Regions from separate parts of the Zea mays genome. Here region 2 is linked to region 1. The links are chromatin contacts, called in public Hi-C maps. All regions are on one chromosome and are shown on one strand. Each heading gives the region's core, a stretch centred on a gene start, on an enhancer-like site or on the middle of the called end of the contact. The rest is flanking DNA. Distances are from core to core; before and after follow the strand shown.

What was found. A called contact is a pair of places that touch in the nucleus more often than the background predicts.
Region 2: a Hi-C map of ear shows a contact between it and region 1, with 2.6 times the contacts expected there. The contact joins the promoter of LOC100283532 here to the enhancer-like site in region 1. A contact is called at or near these places in 4 of 25 Hi-C or Micro-C datasets (ear, leaf, tassel and 1 more).

Annotation. Positions count from the first base shown.
Region 1 is chr4:125,338,558-125,346,013 of Zm-B73-REFERENCE-NAM-5.0, forward strand. No RefSeq gene overlaps it. Among protein-coding and RNA genes, the nearest start is that of LOC100273397, 68 kb to the right of the region's middle. Within about 2 kb of position 6,139, at least 14 of the 20 cell types and tissues checked have an H3K27ac peak or open chromatin away from gene starts, as enhancers often do. A contact at or near this core is called in ear, leaf and tassel, where this site is marked.
Region 2 is chr4:125,438,341-125,445,988 of Zm-B73-REFERENCE-NAM-5.0, forward strand. LOC100283532 reads left to right here and starts at 1,279. Exons shown (of 5, transcript NM_001156432.2): 1 at 1,279-1,548; 2 at 1,645-1,677; 3 at 2,848-3,076; 4 at 3,945-4,065; 5 at 4,183-4,743. The coding sequence starts at 1,434. The coding sequence ends at 4,452.

The DNA.
Region 1 (7,456 bases), core at 4,889-7,388:
AATGGTCAGGAGATATAGCTATTTTACCCAAACCTTTGACCAAACCTTGATTTCCATCCTCGAATGTAATAGCTCTTTGGGGATCTTCATTTTTCTCATAGAAGGAGAACATCTTTTTCTCCCCTGTCATGTGGTTTGTGCACCCGCTATTGATTATCCAACTTGATCCACCGGATGCATAAACCTACAAAACAGTTTTAGGCCTTGTTCTTAGGTACCCAAACAGTCTTGGGTCCTTTTACATTAGAAACAAGCACCTTGGGTACCCAAACACAAGTCTTTGGACTCTTGTGTTTGCTCCTAACATATTTGGCAACTATTCTGCCTGATTTGTTAGTTAAAACATATGAAGCATCAAAAGTCTTAAATGAGACATTATGTGCATTTGATGCAACAGGAATTTTCTTCTTAGGCATTTTAATATGAGTGGTATGCCTAGAGCTAGAAGCCTCATTTTTATACATGAATGCATGATGAGAAATATTGTGAGGTTTCCTAGCATGAATCTTCCTAATTTTGTGTTCGGGATAGTTTGCAGGATATAAAATGTAACCCTCACTATCCTGAACCATGGGAGCCTTGCCCTTAACAAAATTAGACAATCTCTTAGGGACATTAAGCTTGGTGTTGTTTTGATTCCCCTGTTGGAAACCAATACCATCCTTAATGCCAGGGCATCTCCCATTATAAAGCATACTACGAGCAAATTTAAATTTTTCATTTTCTAGTTCATGCTCGGCAATTTCAGCAGTTAATTTAGCTATGTGATCATTTTGTTGTTTAATCATGGCAAGTTGATCATCAATAGCTTCAACATTAATATATCTACATCTAGTGCAAATGGAGACATGTTCAACAGTAGATGTAGAGGGTTTGCATGCATTCAATTCCTCAATCTTAGCATTTAATTTATCATTCTCAATTTTAAGACTAGAAATGGAATCATTGCAATCATTCAACTTTTCAATCTTAGAAACTAAACTAGCATTCTCAGTTCTAAGACTTGAAATTGAATCATGACAAATGCTAAGCTCCTTAGATAAGTTTTTGCATTTTTCTACTTCCTAAGCATAAGCATTTTTCAATTTAACAAATTTTTTATTCTCTTTAACAAGGTAGTCCTCTTGGCTTTCCAAGAGGTCATCCTTCTCATTAATGGTTTCTATTAATTCATTTAATTTTTTCTTTTGGTCCATGCTAAGGTTGGCAAAAAGAGCTAGTAAATCATCTTCATTATCGCTAGAGCTACCCTCATCGCTAGATGTTGTATATTTGGGGGTGGCTCTAGAGTGTACCTTCTTTTTCTTGCCATCCTTAGCCATGAGACACTTGTGGCCGACGTTGTGGTAGAGGAGGCCTTTGTTGACGACGATGTTGTCGGGGTCCTCGTCGGAGAAGGAGTCGGTGGAGCTCTCGTCGGAGTCCCATTCCCGACATATGTGCGCATCGCCGCCCTTCTTTTTGTAGTATCTCTTCTTATCCTTCTTCTTCCCCTTCTTGTCTTCGTCCCTGTCACTTTCACTAGAAATTGGACATTTAGCTATGAAATGACCGAACTTACCACAACGGTAACACACCCTCTTGGAGCGGGACTTGTAGTCTTTCCCCCTCCTTTGTTTGAGGATTTGGCGGAAGATCTTGATGATGAGCGCCATCTCCTCGTTGTCGAGCTTGGAGGCATCGATTGGAAGCCTACTTGGTGTAGACTCCTCCTTCTTTACTTCTGTAGCTTTGAATGCAACGGGTTGCACCTCGTGCGTGGAGGTGGCGCCTTGCTCCAAGTTGACAATGTGTTTGGAGTCTTTGATCATTAGTTCAAAGCTCACAAACTTGTCAATCACTTCCTCGGGAGACATTAGTTTATATCTAGGATCCCCACGTATTAATTGTACTTGAGTAGCATTACGAAAAACAAGGGATCTTAGAATAACCTTGACCATTTCATGCTCATCCCATTTGGTGCTCCCGAGGTTGCACACTTGGTTCACCATTGTCTTAAGCTGGTTGTACATGGCTTGCGGCTCTTCCCCTTTGTTCAGGACGAATCGATCGAGTTCTCCCTCGATCGTCTCGCGCTTGGTGATCTTGGTCACCTCGTCCCCTTCGTGCGCGGTTTTGAGGATGTCCCAAATTTCTTTGGCGCTTTTTAACCCTTGCACCTTGCTATACTCCTCTCGACACTGGGAGGCGAGGAGTATATATGTGGCTTGGGAGTTAAAGTGCCTAATTTAGGCGGCCTCGTCCGAGTCATAGTCCTTGTCCCCCACCTTTGGTGCCTGCGCTCCAAACTCAACAATATCCTAAATACTTTCATGGAGTGAGGTTAGATGGTGCCTCATTTTATCACTCCACATACAATAATCTTCACCATCAAAATATGGTGGTTTGCCTAGGGGTACGGAATGTAATGGAGCGCGCTTTGAAATATGGGGATAGCGTAGGGGCATCTTAATATACTTCTTTCGCTCATGGCGCTTAGAAGTAGTGGACGACTCGGAGCTTGATGTAGAGGGTGATGAAGCGTTGGTCTCATAGTAGACCACCTTCTTCATCTTCTTCATCTTGTCACCTCTCCGATGCGACTTGATGGAGGAAGAGGATTCCTCCTTGTGTTTGTTGCTAGACTCCCTTGAGAGAGTCCTCCCCGAGCTTGCGACCTTTTCACCGATCATGATCTCCCTCTTGGCGTGATCTTCAAACATCACTTCGAGTTGGTTAGACTCTTAATGAAGCACTCGCTCCGATAACAATTGAAAGTCGCCTAGAGGGAGTGAATAGGCGAAACCTGAAATTTGTAACTTTAAACTCACACCAGAAGTCGGGGTTAGCGTTAGAATTAAATTCAAGTCCAAAAGAATATCTCTCTTGCTAGGAGTTGCTCAAGGATTGCGGATAACGTATGGGAGCCAACTCAAATTCACACTAGCAATGAAACGTTAGAGAGGGGAAAACAAATCAAACAAGAATCAAGGCGAGTGAACACGATGATTTGTTTTACCAAGGTTCGGTTCCAAAGAACCTAGTCCCTGTTGAGGAGGTCACGAAGACCGGGTCTATTTTAACCCTTTTCCTCTCTCAAACGGTCACTTAGACCGAGTGAGCCTTTTCCTTAATCTCTCGGGTCACTTAGACCCTGCAAGGACAACCACACACTTAGATGTCTCTTGCTTCGATTACATGTCACTTAAAAAATAGAAGGGAAAAGAAAAAGGCCAAACCAAGCGACAAGAGCAACAAAAGAACACAAAACACCCTCTCTCAAGTCCCTAATAGAATTGGGTTGATTTGGACGCTTAGAGAGGATTCAATCTATTTGATGTGTCTTGGAGTGGAGTCTTTTGCTCTTGTATTGAATGAGGTGTTTGGAATGCTTCGATAGATATGAATGAGGTGGTTGGGAGTATTTATAGCCCCCAACCACTTCCATAGCCGTCGGTGAAGGCTGCTAGCGATGGGTGCTCCGCCACGTCAGCTATCCATTAGGGTTTGGAGCAGTTGGCCGTTGGAGCGCCTTGTCGTCTTGCTGCACTGGACAGTCCGGTGCCGCACCGGACAGTCCGGTGCCTTCTGACTTCTGCGCTCTGACTTCTTACATGCACTGTTCACGACAGCAGGTGATCGTTGGCGCGCAGGGAGCCGTTGCTCCGCTGGCTTACCGGACAGTCCAGTGGCACACCGGACAGTCCGGTGAATTATAGTGGAGCGTGCCCTAGAATTACCGAGAGTGGCTGGTTTGGAGTCGTACGGTCCTGGTGCACCAGACAGTGTCCGGTGGCACACCAGACAGTCCGGTGCACCATTTTTCAGCACACTCAAGTTCTTTGCTCCAATTAAATGGTTTACCTAATTTCCCTTTCAATGAGTTACTATCTTGGTACTCGAAATAATTTGTGTGTAATAATGTGTGTCGGGAAGAGAATCTGAGCAATGGACTACTGCACCTGGAGTAGCACAGGGTGATCATTGAGCTTATCATCAATATCATCGTCCTCTGAGCAGGTGTGAGACGTAAGAGAGTGTCAACACATTAGGGACATGGTGCTGGCCCTCCTTGCTGCTATTGGGCTTTTGGAGAAGGTTAGGGAAGTTAGGTGGGGATGGTGGTGACTACTCTGTGAGACCCTTGCTAAAGAATTCCCCAGGAGTGGTGGCCATGGTGATCAACGATAGTGATGACTTCCAAGTTGGTCAATGATTCTAACAATCCGAATGCAAAAGATGATGGCTACCCATAACTACAATGTTGCTTGGACAGTGGAGATATGACTACCAATTTTTCTAATGTTGTTTGGCTAATGGTACCATCGAAACAATCCCCATGTGTTTACATATTGAAAATAACAAAGCATGAAGATGCTGTTGTGCAACTCGAATCTAACAAAGCACTAAGATGTTGTGCAACACGATGCATATTTAAATAAGCTTTACAGGCCAATGTAAAGTACTAATAATGATAAGCCAAAAAAGTAAAGGAGCTAAGTTTGGGCGCAACCAATAAACAACTTCAAGAAGAACGCACCCAGGGAAATCTGCTCCAGGCGCTTGCTTTCTACCAGCACCACACCGCGGTTATAGGGTGTCGGTGACCACTATTCGTGCTCTCCCCTTCCAGCGATGTGTTACATATCTTGTCCACCTGTTTATTTTCACTGGTGGTTCTGTCAGTGGAAACTTATTTCCGTCTCTTAACACAACCGCCAATGAAAATAGCTTATTTTCACTTGCGGTTCTCTTACACCAACCGTCAGGGAAATAGTCCATTTTCACTGGTGATTGTGTTAAGAGAACTGTTAGTAGAAATAAGTTTCTACTGGTGGTTTCTTAAGTTGGATCTATCTATTTATTTTTTATTGTCGTGCGATAACTGAAACGGCAAGTTAAAATAGAGATCTTTTGTACTGGTTGCTGTTGTGCCAAAATTTGAAGCCTAGAGTGGATCCTCAATAGCACGAGCTGACTTGACCGGAGTCTCGGTGGTCTCCTGTTGTTTCTGACGGAGCGCGTACGGCTAACTTCTGCGTGCCGGCTGGACTGCCGGGTGGTGTGCTGTCAGTTGTCAGGGGGACAAAGCAATCCTATTGGCATCAGTGCAGTGCGTGCACCACACTGCACGGCGGCCGGCATGCCGGGGGTCAAGTCGGGAATCAAGCCAAGACTGCTGCTGGATGGGATGACTGTTGAGTGTTGACTCGTTTCGTCGAGTCTCTTCTTTTGATTCCTTCTCTCTTTTTTTATTTATCATCATCAGAACACGGAGGATGATATGCTTCATGTCTTCTTGTCACGCTTTCTCTCTTTTATTTACCTTGTTTTTTAATCACTATCCTTTTGCCTCGAGCATGCAAAAGACTATTACATGTTTGCTGCCTCGGTAACTGTAGAAATACATGCAGTTTGTAATGGCTTTAATCCGTACCGGCTTGTACTGCTTCTACAGTGTACAACTGGCTTTAATTCGAAGTGAACATAAAGTCTTCGCTGGAGGCCGCCTTCTATATTCTTTAGTTGCGCGTGTACTTTTAGGTATAAGTTGTAGCTCATAGGATAGATATGCACACTGACTGTCTTGACATTTTAGAGGCGGCTCTAATAATAATTGTTAGACATAAATATAATGTGTATATATATTATTAATAAACACTTAATGTGTATTAAAAAATTGTTTATATAAAATAAAAAGTATATAATATGTTTTTACTCACCCTCGTCGCTTGTGTCGCAGCCCAGAACAGGAAGGCGAGGAAGCGTCGTGCGTCAAGCTACCAGCAACCATACATGTAGGGGTGTAAATGGTATAAATATTATCCGAGTATCCAATCGTCTGAAGAGTCTAATTATTCGGTTGGATAGTTTTTTCGATATCCGCAATATATCTGGATTTTAGATTCTGATACAAATATTTAACTTTAGATAACAGATACGAATATGATACAATTGATATCCGGATATGTTATCGGATATATCCGACCTACTACCCGAATATTATCTGGCCAAATGCAATGCCTCAACTCTCAAATACGAAACTTGTCTCCACAAACCACGACACAGTGGCCCAAGTCCCAATGGCCCACTGATGTCCCCTCTCCTGCTTACTAGACCGAGATCGTACAAGATGCAAGGCCGCACCCACAACCCTTGCTCGTGCGACGGATAACCATACGACAGGGGGCGGGAGCAGCTGGCAGTAGCGTGGGCTCACGGCACAGCTGACAGCGGACAGGCGGAATGGACGGAAATACGTTAGGCGGACACATCAGATGGTTCTACAGCGGCGAGCGGTTGCGGTAACGGGTAACTATACAACGACAGGCAGTGGGCGACGAGAGGTGGCATAGCTGTTGATCACTCTTTATCGATTGCTATACACAATCAAAAACAAGACAACATAATATTAAAAAGATAGACAACCTTTGTCACGAAGAAGTCATCCCTTCGGGGTGATTCCTTTGGAGATGAAGGTTAATTGTTAGGTGAATAAATCATGATTTATCAATATGAATAAATGAATATGCAAGGAGTATAAACGAGTTTAAACATAATAGCTCAATTGAGATATATCAATAACGTATTCCCCTTTTTGTAAATTAACTTTACAATTGCACCTTCGGTTCTTCAGAGAGAATTATAATGAAGGTGTTGTATAGAGAGAATTACACAATGAAGGTCATGAAGGGAAAGTATTTTCATGATGTATCTATAGTGAGGATCGGAGGTGAAAACATTATTCCTCTCTCTGAGAAAAATGAGGTGATGGTATTCCAAAGCTTCATGAAAGCTGGGCTGCGGTTCCCTTTGCATAAGATGTTGGTTGAAGTTTTGAAAAAGTTTGAAATCTTTCTTCATCAGCTTACACCTGAAGCTTTGATAAAAATCTGAATTTTCATCTAGGCCATAAGAGTCAAGGGCTAGAACCAGATGTTGATTGTTTCTATAATATTCATGAATTATCCTATCAGACGAAGGCCACTAGAAAAGAACAATATCACAACAACTTTGGTTGCTTCACCTTTGTGTATCGATCAAATGTCCGATATCCTGTGCCAACTTTTCATAATAAATGGCCAGGTTTGTGGATGAAGCAATGATTTTATGTGAAGAATGACCTAAGTTAAAGGAACGACGTGAAGGATGTGATCCAGTGGCACATGCAATCGAGCTTCGGGTTAAAGAGACCAACTATCGTGAATACAAAAAAATCTCAAGTCTGCCTAGCAGCGTTCAATGTTGTGTGCAGCTACATCGACACTATAGACTTAGTGCAAGACGACATAGCTTTCAAGGTATGGCCCCTGACTGCCGAATGGGAAATGCCAAAGGATGCTGGTGCTGATACAAGCCAGAATGCTAGAAAAAGAAGTTTAATTCATTTGAAGTATTCTTATCGGTACATAAATCAATTTGGTGAGCCAGACGATGATTGGCTTGATGCCATCGAAGCAACAAGTGATGAACTATT
Region 2 (7,648 bases), core at 29-2,528, 95 kb after region 1:
CTCCTCTCTCTAACGTTTCCTTGCTAGTATTGATTTGAGTTCGCTCCCATACGTCATCTGCATCCTTTGAGCAACTCTTAGCAAGAAAAACAATCTTTCGGATTTGAATATAATTCTAACGCTAACCTCGGCCTTTAGTGTGTTAAAAATTTATAAATTTCAGGTTTCGCCTATTCACCCCCCTCTAGGCGACTTTCAATTGTACTAATATTTTTAAATAGTTTTGGAATACTAACGGTTTTAAGATGTCATGACACAACTGTAGTATTTTTAACATCACTCTTAACAATACGTGTTTGGAGACAAAATATTTCAAACCATAATATTTAGTATACATATGCAAGGCTAGCCATATATAAAATATTTAGGTTGGAGTGGAGTTTTAAATACTCCAAAAATATCATGGTATCTATAAAACCATAACATTATAACTAGAGTTTTTTACGAGATAGCCAAACACCTCTTATCAATAAATATGCTACCTTCGTTTCAAAATATGTTTCTTTCTAGGTTTTTTTGGTCCACATTCATTTTAATAATAATAAATACAGATATACGTGCAAATTACATTCACAGATTAACTAATAAATACATATTTAACATAAAACGAATTTTATTTTGGGACAAAGGAAATATTATAGTATTTTTCGTACCATGGTTTTAATTTTAAAACTCCAAAAATATTTCCTCCACACCTGCATAAAGAAAAGAGCGCACACTGCACACATCGAATCAACCCAACCGAATGCCCCCAATCCGTGTAATAGACGATGGTCCGAGTACGGTGGGCGAGCAGCATGGACCTTTGAGTTTGAGAGCGATGTGGGCACGGTGGGAGCACGAGCTCTGCTAATAGGAGTACAGGCTCCGTCGCCTCCGCCACTTGATTGAAGTGACGAACCGACGATTGCCCAGCAGTCTCGCTGAACCGGAAAGCGAAGTGTGGAACACGAAACCGAGTGCGACGGAAGAAGAGGAGCCGGATCCGGCAAGGGAAGTGGAACATGGAAAACAACTCAAATGGGCTCGTTTTCAGTAGATGCGGCCCATGATTTGGTGAAAAAAACCGGCCCAATCACGTCACGTCCGTCAAGCCAATCTTGATCAGCAAGGTGGGTCCATGACTAATCTTGGCCTAGCTTCTGTAGTGCGCGGAAAGCCGAGCCCAGTTCACGGGCCCACTATCCTTTTGCAGTTTTGCTCCCACAGTGCCCCTTGCTTGAAAGCGAACTGGAACATGTTTTGGACGACGAGCACCTCGTGGTTTCCGCTTTTCCCAAATTGCCCCTCTGAAATCCTCGCAGGCCTACGGTCTCGCGGTATTGCGCTTCTCGTCTTCTCTAATCCTCTTCTGCTCCCTCCACTACCAGTCCACCACCACCACTGCTACCATCGGTTCCCCAAACCCTAGCCAAGGGACACGGTGGCCAGCGATGGACGGCGACAGAGAAGGCGCTGCGGCGGTGCACCACCACGCGCGCTCCCCCGAGGACGTCTTCCGCGATTTCCGCGCGCGCCGCGCCGGCATCGTCAAGGCACTCACCACGGGTCAGCTTGTCTCACGCATTTCCTGCCTCCTCCTGTTTGTCCTCTTGGTTTGTGGATGCTTCTCTGATGCTACAGCTGCTTCCGTGGTGCGCGCAGATGTGGAGAAGTTCTATCAGCAGTGCGATCCAGGTGACGCGCCCGACTTTGCTCCCCTCTTTTTTTTCCCGTCCGTCTGTACTGCTCTTATCTTCGAGCTAAGCTTCGCCTTTCACTATATGCCGATCCGGCGTTTGTTTATGGAGCTCGATCCGGTTGCCGTTTAGAGATTCGTCGGATTATTTAAGGACGAATAGTGGTATTGTTAGCCCTTTACTTTTGTCAGATATGTAAGTTTATTCTGTAATTGATCTCACCCTCCAATCTGTTAAGATCATCAATTCAAGGCCGTAAGCTAAAGAAACTTGCGTAGATGAGTACGTCAATTAAAGGAAGTGCTTGGTAAATGGCATGGTTATGTAATTTAAAGTCCTATAATATGCTCCAGCTGCGGTCATTTGAATTTCAGTTTACATGCATAATGCTTTGATTGTACGTAAAAAAAACCATGTACATTACATAATAAAGGGGATTGACCAATTTGCATTTCCGTTTACATGCATAATGCTTGGGTTGTACGTAACAAACCATGTACCTTGCATAATGAAGGGGATTGACCAATCACAGTGCAGTATCACTTGATGGGACACACGATCATTTGGCTCATGTTGGTGTATGTCGGTATTTGCTGAAAGTTGCAGCCTCAGTAGAGTTGAATTGTACTCATTGTCATTGGTTACCATGGGCCTATTCATTTAAACCCTCAGATAGATGCCGTTTTGAGCTACAATCTGTTACTGCTGCTGTGAGGATTGAAATCTGGTTAAAACTATAAAAGCTAGCAAAATTGATGTAGTGCTTTTGACATGATATATCATGTAACCTGGTTTTTCCAGGTTGCCCTCCTGTGAATGAAAAAAGAATGAGAAGTAATATATGTTAGTAGAAGGAATTACAAATTGTATGAAGAATTGTGAAGTGGAGACAAGATAAAAGTCAGATGCAGACATTAATGGTGACTGGCCTAATATTGCTCAATGTCCACAAGTAATCCTGACATACATTCATGGAAAACAGTTATGAGTAAAGTGGCTTCTAGTCATCATTGCAGCATCTGTTTTACTTGATTAACATTTTTTAATAGCATCCTTGCTCTGCTGTCTACTGATGTTCAGTAACATGTCATAACTAGTGACGTGAACATATCAGATTCCATTTCCTTTGTTTTGTCCTGTTGACATATTTCTTTCCTTTTTATGCCAGAGAAAGAGAACTTGTGCCTTTATGGTTTGCCAAATGAGACTTGGGAGGTTACTCTTCCAGCTGAGGAAGTACCTCCTGAGCTTCCAGAACCAGCACTGGGCATAAACTTTGCCCGTGATGGAATGGTTGAAAAAGACTGGTTGTCTCTAGTTGCAGTTCATAGTGATGCGTGGCTCCTGTCTGTTGCATTCTACTTTGGAGCTCGCTTTGGATTTGATAAAGATGCAAGGTTTGTGTATTGTTTTTATTACAAAGGTTTAATTCATTTTCTTTGTGCTTTTATTCACCTCTTTACTGTATTTGTGTTTCCCTTTCATGTTTTTTTATTACAATATGGAACTTAGATACCTTTGGTCACAGTTTTGTTTCTATAATTTATTTTCATTTTTTTGGAAAAATGTTTTTCTTGACGCAAACGGCCCGGGGGGGGGGGGATATATTGTTCTTGTGTCTTGCTATGGGAATGGTTCAGGAGGGGGGAAGTGAGGCAGGGGGTGTTTGCTTCCAGAGGTTCTGGAGGCATCAGTTGCTGTGGGGAGATGCATATGTTGCTTCCACAGGTTGTGGAGGCATCAGATGCTATCGTGGAAACTGGACATTGGAGAGGGATCGTTGGGTTTTGTGGGCAAGAGTATTGTGGTGGTGCATTAGGGAAATGATGTAGGGAATGTGAGAGTTCAGGTATAAGACTGTGCTCAGTGGAAGGCTCCCTGCCATTATGCCATAGTTGTGGGGCGTCCCATTTCTAGGTGAGATGGGATTCCCTTAATTAGGTAATCTCCATTTTATTTTCCATTTATTATATCTGCAGCTATCTATCTTCCATTCTTTTGCTCATGATGCTCCTACCTCTCTCGTTGGAAAATTTATGTAAAGATGTATAAATGTTCCAGGTTTTATCCATTCTGTAGCAAAAAAAAAAAACCAAACAAAAGAAGAAAGAAAGCTATTACCACTGTTCCAAAATTTAGGTAGGTGTATAGCAAAAGCTATGTACCTAGAAAGGCCAAAACAACCTATAATTTGGGACACGCCGAGTAATTATTGGAGAACAAGAAAAATGAGATGATAATACATTGGCAGCATTTGGATTTCAGGAGAAGGCTCTTCACCATGATTAATAACCTGCCCACTGTTTATGAAGTTGTGACCGGGGTTGCTAAGAAGCAATCAAAAGCCCCCAACGGCAGCAGCAAAAGCAGCAAATCTAACTCTAAAGTAAGTAAATATCTTTGGTGTGTCTATGTGGATCAAAAGTAAGTATATGTGCTATATACCATCTTGCTAATGCTGTTCATGCAACCCCTGGCTCGTTTGGCGTGCCAACTCTTGCAGCCATCAAAACAGATCAATTCTAACAGTAAGCCTGTGAAGCCAGCCCACCCAAACGAAGAGGAGGATAGCGGCCGTGAGGACGCAGAGGAGGACCAGGCGTACCTGTGTGGGTCCTGTGGGGAAAGCTATGCGAATGGGGAGTTCTGGATCTGCTGCGATATCTGCGAGAAGTGGTTCCATGGCAAGTGTGTCCGCATCACCCCTGCAAAGGCAGAGCACATCAAGCAGTACAAGTGTCCCAGCTGCAGCACCAAGCGGAGCCGGGAATGACAGGCGCCCTGGGGCAGGACTCGCTCCCACTTGACGAAGCATTTAGAATCATTAGGAGCAGTGAAAGTGTGAAACTGTGTCATTAGAATCACTTCCTCTGTTTAGTGGACCAGTGCGTGTGCTGGCTGTTGTATTTTTCTCGTCGTGTGTTGTACACTGGTAGTAATGGACATGGTAGCTAGTGGTGACGTGTTGTGTTAGCAAGCAGGCTGACTGTTGTCATCGTAGAGTCGGATGAACTGCTGGAGTTTGGAAACACATGTTCAGTAATTCAGTGATGTTTAGCGTGTATGATAATTTTCTTCGGCTTGCACCTGACCTGAGCATATTATTGTGGCGAACTTGCGAAGCTAGTGCGCAGAAATTGACTGAGCTGAGTCCATCGTCACCGCAGTCACATAGATGTTCCTCCTGGAGGCATAGCATTTTAATGATAGAAAGAATGATGTAATCCATATAAAAAGTATTTACCATTTTTTAACCCCCGTATGAGCGAGCTCAAACAACAAACAATGTAAGTAAACAATGTAGGTGTTGTTTGATTTATATATTTGTAACGTGATAATTAACTGATAGCGTTAAACTATGTTAGTTTAAGACCAACCGTAATCTGATACCGACTAGAAATTAATAGTCTATTCAAATTTGTTATCGTTGGTATTCGAGCGTGAATCATTATCGTTGTTATTTACGTTACATTTCGTGAAACAAACAACACCGTAATTCATTTCGCTTCGTGAACAAAACAACATCGTAATTCATTTCGCTGCTCAGGCAAGGTGACATATACGAAGAGGTGGTAATGGATCACGATCCAAATATTTTTTCACAATTCATGTAAAGCCTTAATTAATTCTAGTTCCAAAATAAATAAGAATAGAGCTGGATCCTAATCCAATCAAATTCTTACTTTTTATAGTATAAAACTTAGGGTTTATTATCACCTCTACATATACCACTAGCTACTTCGCCGATAACCACGTAGCAAGTGCTGCTCCTCACAGGGTGGAGAAAGATGTGATCAGAGATAACGAATTAGTGACACTTCCTTGTCACCCTCTGCCAGAACATTCCTTTCTCTTCCTCCGCCAAGTTTGGACGTTAGGGGCTATTAGAATAGAGATGACAATGGAGACCTGATTTTCAATTTCCTAACGAGGAATTTCTCTTCAAAATTACTCATTCCGTTCTTTTTAATTTGTCACGTTTTAATTCAAAAATGAACTAGTGGGCGATAAATATTTGAGAATGATGTAGGCGTCCTTAGTAAATTTTATTAGCCTTTTTATTTAATTTTTCAATTCTAGCAGTTAAGTTAGCAATAATAGCAATATTTGCAACACATGAATCAACATCTACATCCTTGCATATATTACAAATAACAACATGCTTAATGGATGAATTAGAAGCATGTCATTCATTCAGTTTTCTATTCTAGCATTCAAATCATCATTTATAGTTTTAAGGCTAGAGATAGATGAATGCCAGGAAGATAATTTAGCAGATAGCAATTCATTCTTCTTTAATTCTAATGCAAGGGATTTCTCTAATTCTACAACCGTATCATGCTCCTCAAAAAGTAAATCCTCTTGCGTTTCAATTAATCTATTCTTTTCATTCAAAGCATCAATCAACTCATTGATTTTAGCAATTTTAGATCTATCTAATCCTTTGAATAAATCACTAAAATCAATATCACCATCGTCGGATTCCTCATCGCTAGAAGAAGTATACTTAGGTGTATCTCGAGTAAATACTTTCTTCTCCTTAGCCATGAGACAGGTGTGACGCTTGTTGGGGGAAGAGAGTTGATTTGTCGAAGGCGGAGGTGGCGTGTTCCTCATTGTCAAAGTTGGATGAAGAGCAGTCCTATTCCTTACCGATGTGTGCCTCGCCCTTCTTTTTCTTGTAAAACTTCTTCTTGTCCTTCCCCTTGGTGTTCTTGCTTTGATCCTAGTCATCATTATTACGTCAATTTGCTATAAAATGATCGGTCTTACCGCACTTGAAGTAGGCGCGCTTCCCCTTGATTTTGACTTTGTTGGAGAAGTCCTTGCGCTCCTTGAGTGCGGTCTTGAAGCGATTGATCACAAGCGACATTTCCTCCTCGTTAAGGCCGACAACATCAATTTGCACCACCTTGTCGGCGAGAGCCTCCTTGTTGTTCGTTGCTTTGAGAGCGATGAGTTGTGGTTTGTTGTAGTGGGGGCTCCCGTTTGCAGCGTCGTCGATGTACCTTGCTTCCTTGGCCATCATTTGTTGACTCACGAACTTACCAAGCACTTCCTTGGGCATCACTTGCCGGTACCTTGGGTTCTCACAGATTAAGTTTACAAGGTTAGAATCTAAAACAGTGAATAACCTTAGCATGAGTAGGATGACATCATGATCCGTCCATCTCGTGCTTCCATAGTTACACACTTGGTTTACCAAGATCTTGAGCCTGTTGTATGTCTCTTGTGGATCTTCTGCTCTCTTCATGGCAAACCTCCCCAGTTCACCTTCGATGACCTCCATCTTGGTGATCATGGTCATGTTATTACCTTCATGAGAGATCTTCAATGTATCCCAAATTTCTTTGGCATTGTCTAAACAACTTACTTTGTTATACTCATCCCTTCATAAAGAAGCTAATAGGATAGTAGTAGCTTGTGCATTTTTATGAATTGATTCTTGGGCATCAATAGCATTATTATTTTCACCATCGCTATCTAGCAATTGCATTCCATTTTCTACGACATCCCAAATGCTAGGGTGGAAACAGAAAAGATGAATACGCATTTTATGACTCCACCATGAATAGTCCCACCCATCAAAGTGAGGAGGCTTGCAAAAAGTAATAGAAAGTAAATGAGCATTGGAATTGTATGGAATGCGAGAATAATTAAAAGACGTTTTAGTGTAGTTTTGTTTAATCGTCTAATGCGAGAATAATTAAAAGACAGTTTCGTGTAGTTTTGTTTAACCGTATTTTTTAGAGGAGGAGGAGTCGTTGTCGTTCTTTTCCAAAGAGGAAGAAGTTTCACTCTCGTAGTAGATGATCTTTGTGACACACTTCTTCCCCTCCTTCTAGTTTGATCCCACTCGACGATCTTGTCTCGCTTAGGCTCGTCGCTGAGAGGGATCTTCTCCTTATCGTCGGACACCTTCCCCTTGCTTTTGGAGTCCATCTCTTTAGCGGTTTGTCCCAATAGAA